Regions from separate parts of the Mus musculus genome. Here region 2 is linked to region 1. The links are chromatin contacts, called in public Hi-C maps. All regions are on one chromosome and are shown on one strand. Each heading gives the region's core, a stretch centred on a gene start, on an enhancer-like site or on the middle of the called end of the contact. The rest is flanking DNA. Distances are from core to core; before and after follow the strand shown.

Evidence for each region. A called contact is a pair of places that touch in the nucleus more often than the background predicts.
Region 2: a Hi-C map of uterus shows a contact between it and region 1, with 4 times the contacts expected there. The contact joins the enhancer-like site here to the promoter of Twist2 in region 1. A contact is called at or near these places in 6 of 39 promoter capture datasets (the 3T3-L1 cell line, 3T3-L1-derived adipocytes, embryonic stem cells and 1 more), 6 of 484 Hi-C or Micro-C datasets (the 3T3-L1 cell line, cortical neurons and uterus), 2 of 115 datasets of contacts at active chromatin or transcription factors (fibro-adipogenic progenitors and pancreatic cancer cells) and 1 of 9 other capture datasets (pancreatic islet).

The regions. Positions count from the first base shown.
Region 1 is chr1:91,798,511-91,805,079 of GRCm38.p6, forward strand. It overlaps Twist2 (twist basic helix-loop-helix transcription factor 2), which reads left to right and starts at 2,951. Exons shown (of 2, transcript NM_007855.3): 1 at 2,951-3,639. The coding sequence starts at 3,117. The coding sequence ends at 3,599.
Region 2 is chr1:91,912,435-91,919,015 of GRCm38.p6, forward strand. No RefSeq gene overlaps it. Among named protein-coding and RNA genes, the nearest start is that of Gm46242, 36 kb to the left of the region's middle. Within about 2 kb of position 3,702, at least 8 of the 459 cell types and tissues checked have an H3K27ac peak or open chromatin away from gene starts, as enhancers often do. A contact at or near this core is called in uterus, where this site is marked.

The DNA.
Region 1 (6,569 bases), core at 1,701-4,200:
GAAGAAGCTTTCAGAACTCCAGGTCATATTTTTTTATTTAATAAATTGAAGTCCTGTGAAACAAAGTACACATTTTTACATATACGAAAAGAAGCGTTGACATGATTTTTCCACATCGATAATGAATAAATATACCAAGAACTGCATGTGTGCCCATGGACCCTTATTGCATGATATTTCACACACACGTCTGAGTGAGCCTGGGTGGTCTGGTGGATACCCACACACAAACACATTTTGTTCCTGTGTTATTAATACTTCGGTTTTATTAGCCTTATTAATGACTTGGTTTTTAAAAGAAAAAAAAATCAGGTGATATCAATAAGCAGAGTATTATTTCCCAAACTGGCTCATTTTTCATCAGTGCTTCATTTCAAAACTGAATAGAGAAGGCTGCTCACCACCTTCCCGCCATCCCGGTCCTAACATAGGGGAGGCTCTGGTGTGTGTCTGTGCCTTCTTTTTAAGTTTCAACTAAGGCAAGAGAGAGGTTTCCAAATTCCACCAGCAAGAGTTTTTTCCTCAGGCTCTTTACACTTCTGATTTGTTAAAAGTGTTTAAAATAGAAAAGATCAACATAGAAGAAGAGCAAAAACCTAAGTGAGTTGCTGGCTGGGAATTTACAACTGGCCCCAGGGGAAATCTTTAATGCTTGCTCCCAGGTCGGTGGTTCTCAACTTGTGGGTCTTGACCCCTTTGGGGAGCCCACATATCAGTTATCCTGAATATGGATATTTATGCATGTCTGATATAAATATCAGATATTTATAATACTATCCATAACAGTAGCAAAACTACAGTTGCTAAGTAACAATGAAATAGTTGTATGGTTGGTTCGGGGAGTCACCACCCATGAGAATCTGTATTAAAGGGTCGAAGCATTAGGAAGGCTGAGAACTACTGTCCTATGTAAAGGGGAGCCCCCATTCTGAGTGGCAGCTCTATGTTCCATGCAATGTCCCCACCCCCATCCTCTGGCTGAACTGAGCCCGGGCAGGCAGCTTGAGACCTACCAGGCTTCTTGGCTGGGCTGTTTTCCTTTCCCTCTCAACTATGACCTCTGCCTGGTGGAGGAAGGGAGGAGGGGAGAGGAGAAGACAGTGAGAAAGAGAAACACAGACACAGGGGAGGGGGTGGCTGCTGGGCTGGGCACCAGAAGGCTTCTGTTGGGAAAACACCCTTTGGTTACAGAGGGAGGACAGTATCACCTGATTTATTTATTTAAGCCGGACTTTAAAGGGGATCCAGGTCAGGAGATGCCTCACCCGTTTGAGTGATACACCCAAACGTGACCCAGCATGCCTGCACCCTATGCCTTCCACCCGGAAGTCCCAGGAAAGGCCGTCTCATGCAGGCAGGAAGCTGGGATCTGGATGCGGTTTTTTGGTCCTTAAAGGAACTTTGAATTTTTAAAAGATGAAGGAAAGGGACATTGGATAAAATGTGGCCTTCCCAGAAGGCAAGTCAGCCTGGCAATGGGCACTGTGGCTGAAGGAGACCTTTAACTACCCTTCTGAAGCCTGAGAATGTTTAAGGAGCCACAGAGCTGTGACAGTCCTCTGTGAGTGGGCCTGCTCTCCACAGAGCATTGTTCCAGTGGTGCGTGTTGCATGTCCCCAAAGGTGGAGAGCCCAGGCCTTTGGTGAGGGGGCAAGAAGTGGCATACACAGCTCTTCCAGCTCCTTAGACAGTGGTCTCAACCCGAGGGCCCCACATCGGGGGCCCTCCCCACTGCCCCCAGGAGTGGCTGAGGCTGTAGCAGTCTCTGGCCTCAGGTTCAACTTCAATAAGACCTAGTTAGCCCTTGATCACAGGGCTTCTCTGACAGCCATGCTCAAGCCTGGCCTAGTTGAGCCCGGGTCACCTGGGAATAGGTTCAAAGGCAAGGAAGCTGTAAACCACCTCCAGGCCCCAGCTAGAGCGGCCTGGCGAACAAAGAGACCCCAAGCACTTCAAACGCGCTGGCTGGCGCTCGGCGCTCAGAGTCCAGATGGCAAAGGGCCGGGATCCGTGATGTCTGTTCACCAAGGCCTGGCCCAATGTTCTGCAATCCTGAGCCCTCCTGCCCTGCCCATCAGTGCCCAGGGCAGGGGACTTCAGACAGGTTCAGCCTCTCCCTAGTCTCAGTGTTCTGGGCCCACCACCCGCCTGCAAGTGAAGCACAGTACAGAGGCTGAGGCTGAACCCCAAACCGGGATCCAACACTCAGGGCAAGGTCAGGTAGGCAGGCATGGCGGGCACATGGGCGCTCCCGCAGAGGCTCGCTGTGATGCCTAAGCTATAAAGCATTTAGGGGGCAGGTTCTGAAAACGTGTCCAGGCTGAAGTAGCCCAGAAAATCGGGATTGAAAAAGGATCTCCAACTTGCATACTGGCCCGAGCCGGGCGGCGTCTCTATAGATCCTAGAGGCGAGATCGTGGGGGTGGACATCTCTGCCAACAGGCGAGTATCTGCCCTGCCCCGGGTCGTGGCACTCTGCCTGCACAGCTCCACTCACTGCGGGCAGGATCGCGTTGCAGACGCCGGAGGTCTCAGTGCGCGCCCCAAGAGGCTCCCAGCTGCGTCCTTGGTCCACGGAGCACATCTGGGCTTGGACTTGCCTCCTCCACCCCTCGCAGAGACCCTGAACCCTGGCAGGGCCAAATCTGCTCCAGGAGACTCAGACAAAGGCAGGCACCGTTGAACTTAGAGGTCAGCACCGCTGATTAGCGGCCCGCGCCTGGGGTAGGAGCGCAGGCTGAGCGCGCGGATCTGGCCTCCGAGATGCGGGCCACAGTCAGGGCCGAAAAAAGCGGAGACAAAACTGAAAGTGCCGCCCGGGGGGGGGGGGGGGGGCGGGGGCGGCCGGCGAAGGCCCCAGAATTTGTCCTGCCCCTGGCCACGGTGGCCAATCAGCGCGCCGCCCTCGCTCCTGACAGCTATTTAGCAACCCAGCCGGGATAGAGTTTCCAAAAAAGTTAGAATAACTTCCTCTCCCGGAGACCTCGGTTTTGCACAAGCCGGCCTCGAAATCAGAGCCTTTGAGAGCGACCCGGGAGCCTGTGCTCGGCGGCCGCGGGCTTGGCCAGTGGCGTGCGCTCGGCGCCCCCCAGCCCCACGCGCGCCGGGCGGGCGCCATGGAGGAGGGCTCCAGCTCGCCGGTGTCCCCCGTGGACAGTCTGGGCACCAGTGAGGAAGAGCTGGAGAGGCAGCCCAAGCGCTTCGGCCGGAAGCGGCGCTACAGCAAGAAATCGAGCGAAGATGGCAGCCCGACCCCGGGTAAGCGCGGCAAGAAGGGCAGCCCGAGCGCGCAGTCTTTCGAGGAGCTGCAGAGCCAGCGCATCCTGGCCAACGTGCGCGAGCGCCAGCGCACCCAGTCGCTCAACGAGGCCTTCGCCGCGCTGCGCAAGATCATCCCCACGCTCCCCTCTGACAAGCTCAGCAAGATCCAGACGCTCAAGCTGGCCGCCAGGTACATAGACTTCCTCTACCAGGTTCTCCAGAGCGACGAGATGGACAATAAGATGACCAGCTGCAGCTACGTGGCTCACGAGCGTCTCAGCTACGCCTTCTCCGTGTGGCGCATGGAGGGCGCGTGGTCCATGTCCGCCTCCCACTAGCGCCGCGCCGTGCCATCCACCTCCGGAGCCGCAAGCCAGGGTAGGTGCTGCGTGTGGTGGGCATCCACGACGCACGGGTGGGTGGGCGGACGGGCCAGTGTATCTCTCCTCGTGAAGGTACCTCAGGCAACCGCACAGGGATGGGGTGAGCTTCCTCACCCTGCAAGGGTTGGCGCGACCTGAGAAAACTCTCCTACCCCGGGGGCACGCCCAAGGTCTTTTGCCAAGGGTATCCGTTCGGAATCCACCCGCCTGTGGTTCCCCATCAGGGTCCAAATACACTTATTGGACAAATGGTCACTTTTCATTTTTGGTGGATGGGTATCTGTGGGTGACTCTGTGGGGAGCGGTTGTCAAAACGTCTTCCTTAGGCCAGCGGAGGCCAGGAGATGCGATGCCCGCTGGGTTGTGGCCGACCTGTTGCCTCGCGCTCATTCTATGGAGCTGAGGAGCCCACGCGTGGTACAGACAATCCGCTCTTTCTGATCCGCAGTTCCGGCCCGCGCCTTGGATGCTAGGGCGTTCAAGCCCTAGCCGGCTCAGTACGTAAGATGATGCTGGCCCCTGGCGCGGCAGAGAGGTTTCTGTTCAGCGCTGGGGCTCCAGGTTCACAGAGGAGCAAATCTCTGGGCGCCAAGAATGCAGTAGACCCTTGTCGCCCCAAAAGTATGGAACCCTCAAGCGCCCAGGCCTGGGTGGATGTAGCGGCTTGGAGTCTCTGGCTGCCTGCAAGCAGGTGGATCGTATTTAGAGTTGTGTGCTTAAGTACCACCATCCTTGAACTTGGAAAGACACAGAGGCAAGGGATTCAGGCTGGGTAACAGGTCTGAGTGTGCGGTGGGTGTGGATGAAGAAGCAGTGTGAGCAGGGCCTTGCCTGGGAAGAAGGCAGCTCAGCACAGCTGAGCACCGGATTGGTGTTTCAGAGAGCGTTTATCATGTCCTGCACCCGCTGCTTAGCAGACACATCCCAAATCCCCAGGCAGCCCCAGGGGCAGTATCCTGCAGGCTCTGCTTCCCTGAGGCCTTGCTTAGATCTTCGAGGGGAGCGTGGTATAGAAAATTCTTCCCACTTAATTTTCCTTCGTTTTTCATGCATCTTGTGTGTTTTTTTTTAAATGAAAGTCTCCGCTTAACACAGAAAGAATTTGGATTAATCAAGATTAACATGATTATCCATTGTCCCAAACATCTATTTACACTTTTATAATTTTATAATATCTTGAAAGTTGCTGCTGTGGCCACAAAATGTTGGTCTCATACAGTGGGTTTGTTTTCTTTCTTCCTTTCCTTTCTTACCCTCTTTCTTTCTTTTTTTTAAAATCCTTTATTTCTATCATCAAAAAAATGTTTTCATGAAATAACCTCTGGGATACGACTATTTTATAGTTTTTAAGAAGAGCTTTTAACAGAGTCACTTGTGGGAATCTTCCCCTGTGTTTGTCAAAAACAGATGGGAATTGTCTCAATCACGTATTTCTCTAGGAAAGAAAGTTTGGGTTGGCAAAGTACTCGAAGCTTCAGAGGGATAATACATTAATTCTGTTTTTTTGCTGCCTAAATTATGAGTGTCCATTAGTTAAGTTCCACTCACCCCTCTTACCGCCATGGTTTACAACACGTCTGAGGGAGCCGAGACAGATGAAATGCACCATCTTTTTTATACACACACATAGAATTTGTTTAAGGGAAATGTCAACAGAACTATCGTTAAGATAGTCCTTCCGAAAATTATTGAAAGCCAACACTAGGAGATCCTACCCTGATGCAAGAATTTAGTGGGGGCATTTAAAATTCATTTTAAGATAATTGCTCTCTTCAACAACTTTGATTCAATCACAGTTTGCAATCAAATATGTTTTAAAATCCAAAAATGCAATATCTGTAATAAACAAATGAAAAATGTTAAGAGCTTATTTGGACAAAAAGGCATTAAACTATCAGATAACACATTGGGTTGGAAAGCAAGATGCAGGCCTGTTTACTTTCAAATAATCAAATACAAAGGCTAGTGGGCTTAGCTGGTGTCTGGCCACACAGAGGACTCTTTCCAAGGCAATGTGTCCCTGTTTGATGCACTCACTGATGTTGGACCTGCCTTGGTCTGATTTGTTTGGGTTGTGCTAACTAGCACCTTTATGTTCTTATTCTTAACCCATCCTTCTTAAGGAGCATAAATGCAATTGTAATTACTTTAATCTTCTAGAAATGTTGCTAATTGTAATTGGTTATTTCTCTGTAACATTTCCAAGGAACATTAATTACAGCCCTGGAGGGAAAGGAACCTAGACATTTCATGAACTGTATATACTTTTAATGTCTATTGTGACATATTTTTACTAACGACACAAAGCTTAAATCGTCCTTGACGGTGGAGAGAAACAGGGCCTGGCCCATGAAGTCCAGCTTATAGTAAAGTTCTTCCTTGGCTGGGTGTTCTAAAACTCAATTAGACTAAGTATCAGGGGTCTTCCCAGTCAGCAGGACTCAAATAACTGAAAGAAGCCTCAGAAGGGGTCCAGTGTGTTTGTGAGACGTAGGAGCCCTCTGAGCAGGGTCGCTGTCACCTGGTCCGGAACAGAGAAAGGCAGTCATTTCTCATCCACTATTTATTCTGCCGTCTTGGTCATGGTTTAAGGCAGCCTCGTCTCTCGTTCTGCTGACTCTGCAAGGCTTTTCAACAGGTTTTAATCTCCAACGACCGGACTTTCCTTTCCTTTCCTTTCCTTTCCTTTCCTTTCCTTTCCTTTCCTTTCCTTTCCTTTCCTTTCCTTTCCTTTCCTTTCCTTTTTCCTTTCCTTTCCTTTTTCCTTTCCTTTCCTTTCCTTTCCTTTCCTTTTTCCTTTCCTTTCCTTTTTCCTTTCCTTTCCTTTCCTTTCCTTTCCTTTCCTTTCCTTTCCTTTCCTTTCCTTTCCTTTTTCCTTTCCTTTCCTTTTTCCTTTCCTTCTGAGCACGTTTGGTTCCTGTGGAC
Region 2 (6,581 bases), core at 2,452-4,951, 110 kb after region 1:
CATGTCAACCAGGGAAACAAGTGTTTGAGAGGGTGACCACCCAGGACTTGGGGCTGAGTAGGGTGTGTGCCATTGTTAGGTGACATCAGTGAGAGGTCTTGTCTTCCTTAAAGAAAAACAAACCTAGGAGGGACAGAAGGGCAGTGCTCAGAGCACAGCTGACAGAGACCAGGAGGACGAAGGAGAGACCAGCCCTGCTTGTCCTCCATCCTTGGCATGCAGCTGCTGTATGCTCCCAAACTGACAGATTTTTTAAAAGTCATGTTACATTTCTTTACACCCACTTCCTCCCCACAGACACCCCTTCTTCTCTGCACAGTGAGCATCCTAGGTTAGCAGGCTGACTCCCCTCGGCCTTCCTCTGCACCAAGAGTCCAGTGCATTGTCTGCATTTGCTCCATCACATCTGGTCTCTGGTGCCCTCCCTCACAAATCCCCCATCCCTGGTCTCCAAGGAGGAGATTTGGCCTACATCTCCATAGCTGCTTTTCACAAGGATGTCAGAAATCTGGCTGGAAGTCCTAGAACCCTCCCCCGCCCCGCCCCTGCCTACACTAACATTCCATCACATCCCAAACATCTGGCTGCATCTGCATTGCTGAGCGAGTTGCCACAGCCCACATTGCATGCGGGCATGGGGACCTTTAGACAGAGGGAGGGTCTCACCACTGGCCTGTGGCTCAGATCTGAGGTCAGAAGGCATGCTGTCCCACAGACTCCTCCTCCTGTAAGAATCTCACAAGATTGTCCTCAGAGTGAAACTCCAGAGCAGTGGATGTGGCCCTGGGACCTGTTAGCCCCTCCAGGTCCTCATGGGGGCGGGGGTGGGTGGGTGTCTCATCCTTGGAGTCTGAGCCAAGGCTTGGCCCTGTGGACTCCAGAGCAGCTCAGGTACCCAGGGCAGGCCTTAAAAAATACATAAAGGGCTTGGTAGATGGTTTAACTGGTAAAGTGCTTGCCTTACAAGCATGAAGAATGCATGGGAGTTCCATCTTAGAGATAATGCAAAGGCATTTGTAACCTTAGAACCGGAGGCAGAGAGAAGCAGAGATCCCGTGTTCACTGGCCAGCCAGCCTAGCTTCCAGTGACACCCCCTCCGCCCCCAGGGAGACACCTGAAGATGACTCCTGCACATACACAAGTGGGTGATGCATCCTGTGTTTTTGACACGTGCAGGCAAAATTGGGGTGAATTTGAGAGTGAAGATACAAAGCAACCCTGGGCAGTGAGGCCACCTCTGAAGGTCAGAGGAAATGGTGGGGTAGAGTTCTGACAAGTCTGAGCCCGTGGTCCCTTGTCCTCTCCTAGCAAACCCCTGAAATACTGAAGTCGGGGGAGGGGTCGGGGGAGGGGGCAGATCTTTCTTGTCCTATTAGGACCTTTTGTGGCCCCTGGCTTCCAGACACACTAGCCATGCGGCCTGCTTAGATCACTCAGGACCTTTTGGACAATCCAGAGCTGACTTTTCATCACACTTTGCTGATTAAACTCTTGACCCATGGTGGGAAGCTTGCTGTCTGTGGAGCTGTGTCATCCTGCGGCCCTGACCCCATAATCCACGGGATCCATGGCAGGGACCACAAGGGGGCGCCATACCTCAGTGTTAATTTTCTAGCAGACCTCTCAGTCCCTTGGCAAGGTCTCCTGATGGGGGTGTCCTCAGGGAGGGGTCAGTTTGCATTAGAGGGCTGAGTGTCAGTGATTCACCTCTTCAGGACAGAGGACACTTTGGGCAGGAAGGAGGTGTCCATAGTTTTTGTGTGGGTGGAGGACTCGGCGAGGCCCTCTCTCAGGGAGTCCCTCTCTCAGGGAAGGTATGGGAAAATCTTGTCTTTTTCAGGTTATTCACCCTACCTCCACCCCCCATCCCAAGCTGCAAGAATCTTAAAGCAAACAAATCAGTTTCTGCAAGAGAACACAAGATGCAATATCCATGGATACAGATACATATGTGTATCCTGTGGACACACACACACACACACACACACACACTCGAAAACACAAGATACACCACCCACATATACATATACATATACATATACATATACATATACATATACATATACATATACATATACATATACATATACATATACATATACATATACATATACATATACATCATATACATATACAACATCATATACATATACAACATCATATACATATACACATACACATACACATACATATACATACTTCTGTGTCATAGATAGGCACACACACATGATTTACCACCCACAGATACACATATATACCTGTACACACACACACACACACACACACACCCCACACACACATGCACATATTCTGCTCACATCCCTCCTGCTCCTCTAAGCAGACCTCCTCTGCCAGAGCCCTGGCAGGCCCGCCCTGTCCAGTTCCCAGGTTGATTTACCGCCCAAGAGAGTGAGGAAGCCCAGACTCCCTTATGGACTATACTTCCTTGCCAGCAAAGTTCAAGGTAGGGTCAGTTCTCTTCAGCATTGGCTTTCCAGCTCCCTGCCAAGCTGGGCCACAATATCCCTTTGGGGGAAGGAGACCTCCCAAGCAGAGGGTCCAGAGGACTGAGGACGCATAAGGAGCAAGGAGATGCAGGCTGGGGTACAGAGCCCAGTGGTGCTCTCCCTTGTGTTGTGAACACCCTCCCAGATCCAGCCTCTCACACAGTGTGTCTGTAAAGGACGGTGGCTTGGTCAGGGGACCTCCAGTCCTTCTGTGCCAAGTAGGATGCTATGTATGGCCTGGGGGGCTTTGGTCCCTGTAGACATCGATGTACCAGCCTGGCAGGAACCTGATTGTATCCTCTTAGGCTGGAACTGTCTTGAGGGTAAGGACCGTACCAGGCATCCTAGTGAGAAACTGCAAGGAATATTCCGGAGGAATGGAATCCTGAGAATCACCACCAGCACAGATATCACATCAGGGTGGGTGGAGGTTGGGGGTGGGGCTGAGGGTGGGGCTGTTGGACTAGTCCAAGCCAGCACCTTTTCTTTGCAGGTCTTCCTGTTTGAATAAGTAAACTTTGTTTTTCCTTGATGCGAAGCAATATGCTGTTTCTTATTGAAACGCTAGTAGACACTCTTTTTTAGTTGTTGTTTTTGTTTTTTTTTGTTCTGTTTTCCAGACAGAGTTTCTCTGTGTAGCCCTGGCTGTCCTGAAACTCACTTTGTAGACCAGGCTGGCCTTGAACTGAGAAATCCACCTGTCTCTGTCCTGGAACTCACTTTGTAGACCAGGCTGGCCTCGAACTCAGAAATCCACCTGTCTCTGCCTCTCTAGTGCTGGGATTAAAGGCATGTGCCACCACGCCCAGCTTAGTAGACACTCTTAAACAAGCAAAACGACATTCTACACACAGCCTCACCACAGCAGCTAAGTGAGAGCCTTGGATGATGTGTTCAACCCTCAGACCTCTATTAACCGCTCTTCGGTTTTTCAAACAACGGTATTCTTACCCTGAAGCTGGACGAAAAGTTCCTTCCCTAACTCTTTCTAGTTAGAAGCAACAGGGGCAGTGAACAAACAGCCTGAAACTGTGGTGCTGCCTTTACCTCCTTGAATCGTTTATAGGGTGCAGGGGCTGCAGAGACCCCTGACTCCTCCTCTCTTGAAAATTCAGATCTCCCCAAGAGCAGTGGATATAGCCCTGAGTGGCATGGAACTTGCTATGCAGACCGTGTCAAGCTCCACCCACCCACAGAGCTCCACCCACCTCACAGAGCTTCACCCACCTCACGGAGCTCCACCCACCTCACGGAGCTCCACCCACCTTTGTTGGATGTCTGTATTCTTACTTTCTCAAAGGATTAAGGAGGTACCTAAACCGAGACTCTGGAGAGCTCACATTCAGAAAGAGAAAGAGAAGCATCCTTATCAAGGGGAAGGAGAAGGCCATTCCTTTAAAATGGAGGCTGGGTCCACAGGCTGCCATCTTCTCCCCAAACCCACTGAACCATGCAAAAATCAAGAAAACCATCATCAGCCTGTGATGGTTGCAGAAACACACGTGCTTTCTCTACCCAAGCAGTATGAGCACGGCCACTGGACAAGAGCATGGACAGGAACTCCTTGAGAGAGAACCCGCGAAGGCTGACAGCCTGCAGTTCCCAGGAGGTCACTCCGGGAGACCACAGCGGCAGCGCTCTGGTGAACACCAGGACACCTTTCTTCAGACCAGACTGTATCTTTTGAGTGTGAAGTTGATTGAGTGTTTCCCTGAGCCAAGCCCAAGGGAGCCAAGGCTCAGAGCACAAGAAGGAGCCAGGCCCACCCTGAGCTGGCTGCTGGCCTTCCATGGTTCTGTCTTTGAGCGGCTTGTCCCCTTCCTACCCTCCCCCGGCTTGTCTGCCTGGCTTCTCTTTCCAATTCTTAATTCTTCTTTTACAAGGTTATAAAAGTTTCCTAGAATGGTTGGGAATATAAAGGAGTGTAGAAAACATTTTGGGCTGGGACCATGACATGTGGGCGTGGGGAGCCATCATGGCTCCCTCACAGGCCAAGTGACTCACGCAGACCAGTGTCCCGACCACCCAGAAGCCAGGTCTCTGTCTCTGGGACAGTTCCTGATTGTTACAGGCCTCTGGGATGGCACATGTGGGACCCAGTTTTGAAGGTGGAATTCCAGGAGGCTGGGCATTCTAACTAGGGCTGCTCTGTGTTCTGGGTCTCTGCCACCATTTTCCCTCAAATGCCCTCGGGAGGCAGGTGTTCTACATGTGTATATGTCATAGATTTTGACAAGAGTAAGCCTTCAGTTCAGTGGCCCCATGGCTGACTCTGGCACATGTGGGGTATGGGTACTTACCCTATCTGTCCAAGATATCTCTATAAGAACATTCAGATGCTTTGGTCCAGATGGAAGGTGACAAGACTATAGATAATAGTTCTGTTCCATAATGGGCCCTTGCTGGTTCTATTTTATCCAGGTATCAGTCCATGTTGCCCTCTTTATCATAGACAGTGTGATTCATGATTAAGCACTTCACGATTAAGTTTGAGATGCAGCAAAGAAGACTAGGGTCAAATTCAGGTGCGATCAATGTCATGTCCCCTCACCCCTCTCATGACCCCCTCGCCCCTCAGATGAGCTCAGTGGGTTCCAGGCTACATTGCAAAAAGCTCAAGGAGACTGGTCCTCCACGCTTAGTTTTTGCCATCAGACAAATTAGACACTTGGTTTTTGTTGTTTGTTTGATATTCATAACACTCGAGAGCAGGCTGTAGAGTCTCTCACTAAGCTTCTCTAGGCTTCTCTAGCTTTCCCCACAGCCTTGGGAGGTGAGCCAGTTGGGCTTTGAGCCAGCCACCCTCACTTTCTGTCAGTTGAGCTTGGAGAGCTTGAGTTGTGGTCAGTTGGTCATTAGACAGTTAATCCATCCACAGACGGGGTGAGTGGACTTTATGGGCAAAGTGACCCAGAACTTGTGCAGAGCCACTTGGAACCTGGATCTAGCAGGGTGGCCAGGCAGCCCTTGCACTGAGGGGTAAGGTCAGTGGAGGGTGACATGACCACCAGGTGGGGCCACTCTTTATATTTAGAGGGGGCTCAGAATAGGGACATAGAGCCCCAGACATTATTTGGTGGAGGGTTTTGGGCAGAGCAGAGGCAGGACCATCTGGGAGACCTGCACCTATAGCTGTCAGGCAGTACTGCCCTGGTGAGGGCCTGAAGGAAAGGGGGAAAAACTTCCAGAAACATCTGTGAATCACTCCTCCCTCTTTCTCCCCTCTCCCAGGCTGCTCTGTGACCCTGGGGGAACAAAACAATCTCTAGTGGCTGCCCTGTCCTTAGATTTTTATTTTGTTTCCATGGTAAGAAGGGTCTTTTTCCTCCCTGTCCATTTCAAACCCCCAACCAAAAAAACACCAAGCCAAGATCCCGCAGCCTCCAGGGTTGCCCTGGCTGCTCCTGGCAAGTAGGGTGAAAGCATTTGTTGCCATCATAAAGTCAGGTTGCTTCCCCGGTCTGTGCTACCAGGAAGCTTACAGCTTGATTTCCAACCCACTCCTTGCAGCTGTACAGAACCGCATGGTGTGCTGTGTGGCTCCTTTGATTCTTGGCTTCACCCCAATGTCTTTCCAGTGCCCGTCCTGTGGGCTGCCCTCTAGACTGTCCCAGCTCTGCCCACAAGGAGGATGTAGACTCCCTTATGCCAAGCTCCATCCTGAGGTCCATCCATGTCCTCAGGGTCTCCAACGGTCCTGTGGCTGCTGATAAAAGGCAGGTGCAAAGCAAGAAGTCCACCCTTTCCTCGACTCCAGCAATTCTGGGGCAGCCGTGGGGGTGGAGGTAGGGCCCAGGGCAGCCTTGCTCTGGAATTGACCGAGGGTTCCAGTGTAACCGTATCTTCTGCAGAGGTTCGGTCTCTGTGGTCCTGCTGGGTTCAAGGGGCATCATCTCTGACAATGGGGCCTGAAGCTGGGCCTCTCTTGAGGGCCATCAGCTCCCACTCCTGACTGAGAAGAGTGGGGATCAGGCTTCATGGACATGGCTGGAGTTCACAGGATGATGCTAGAGTTGTAGCCTTCACCATGGCTATGAGCCTGCTCATCAGCCCCGTGTCCAGCAGACCCCAGA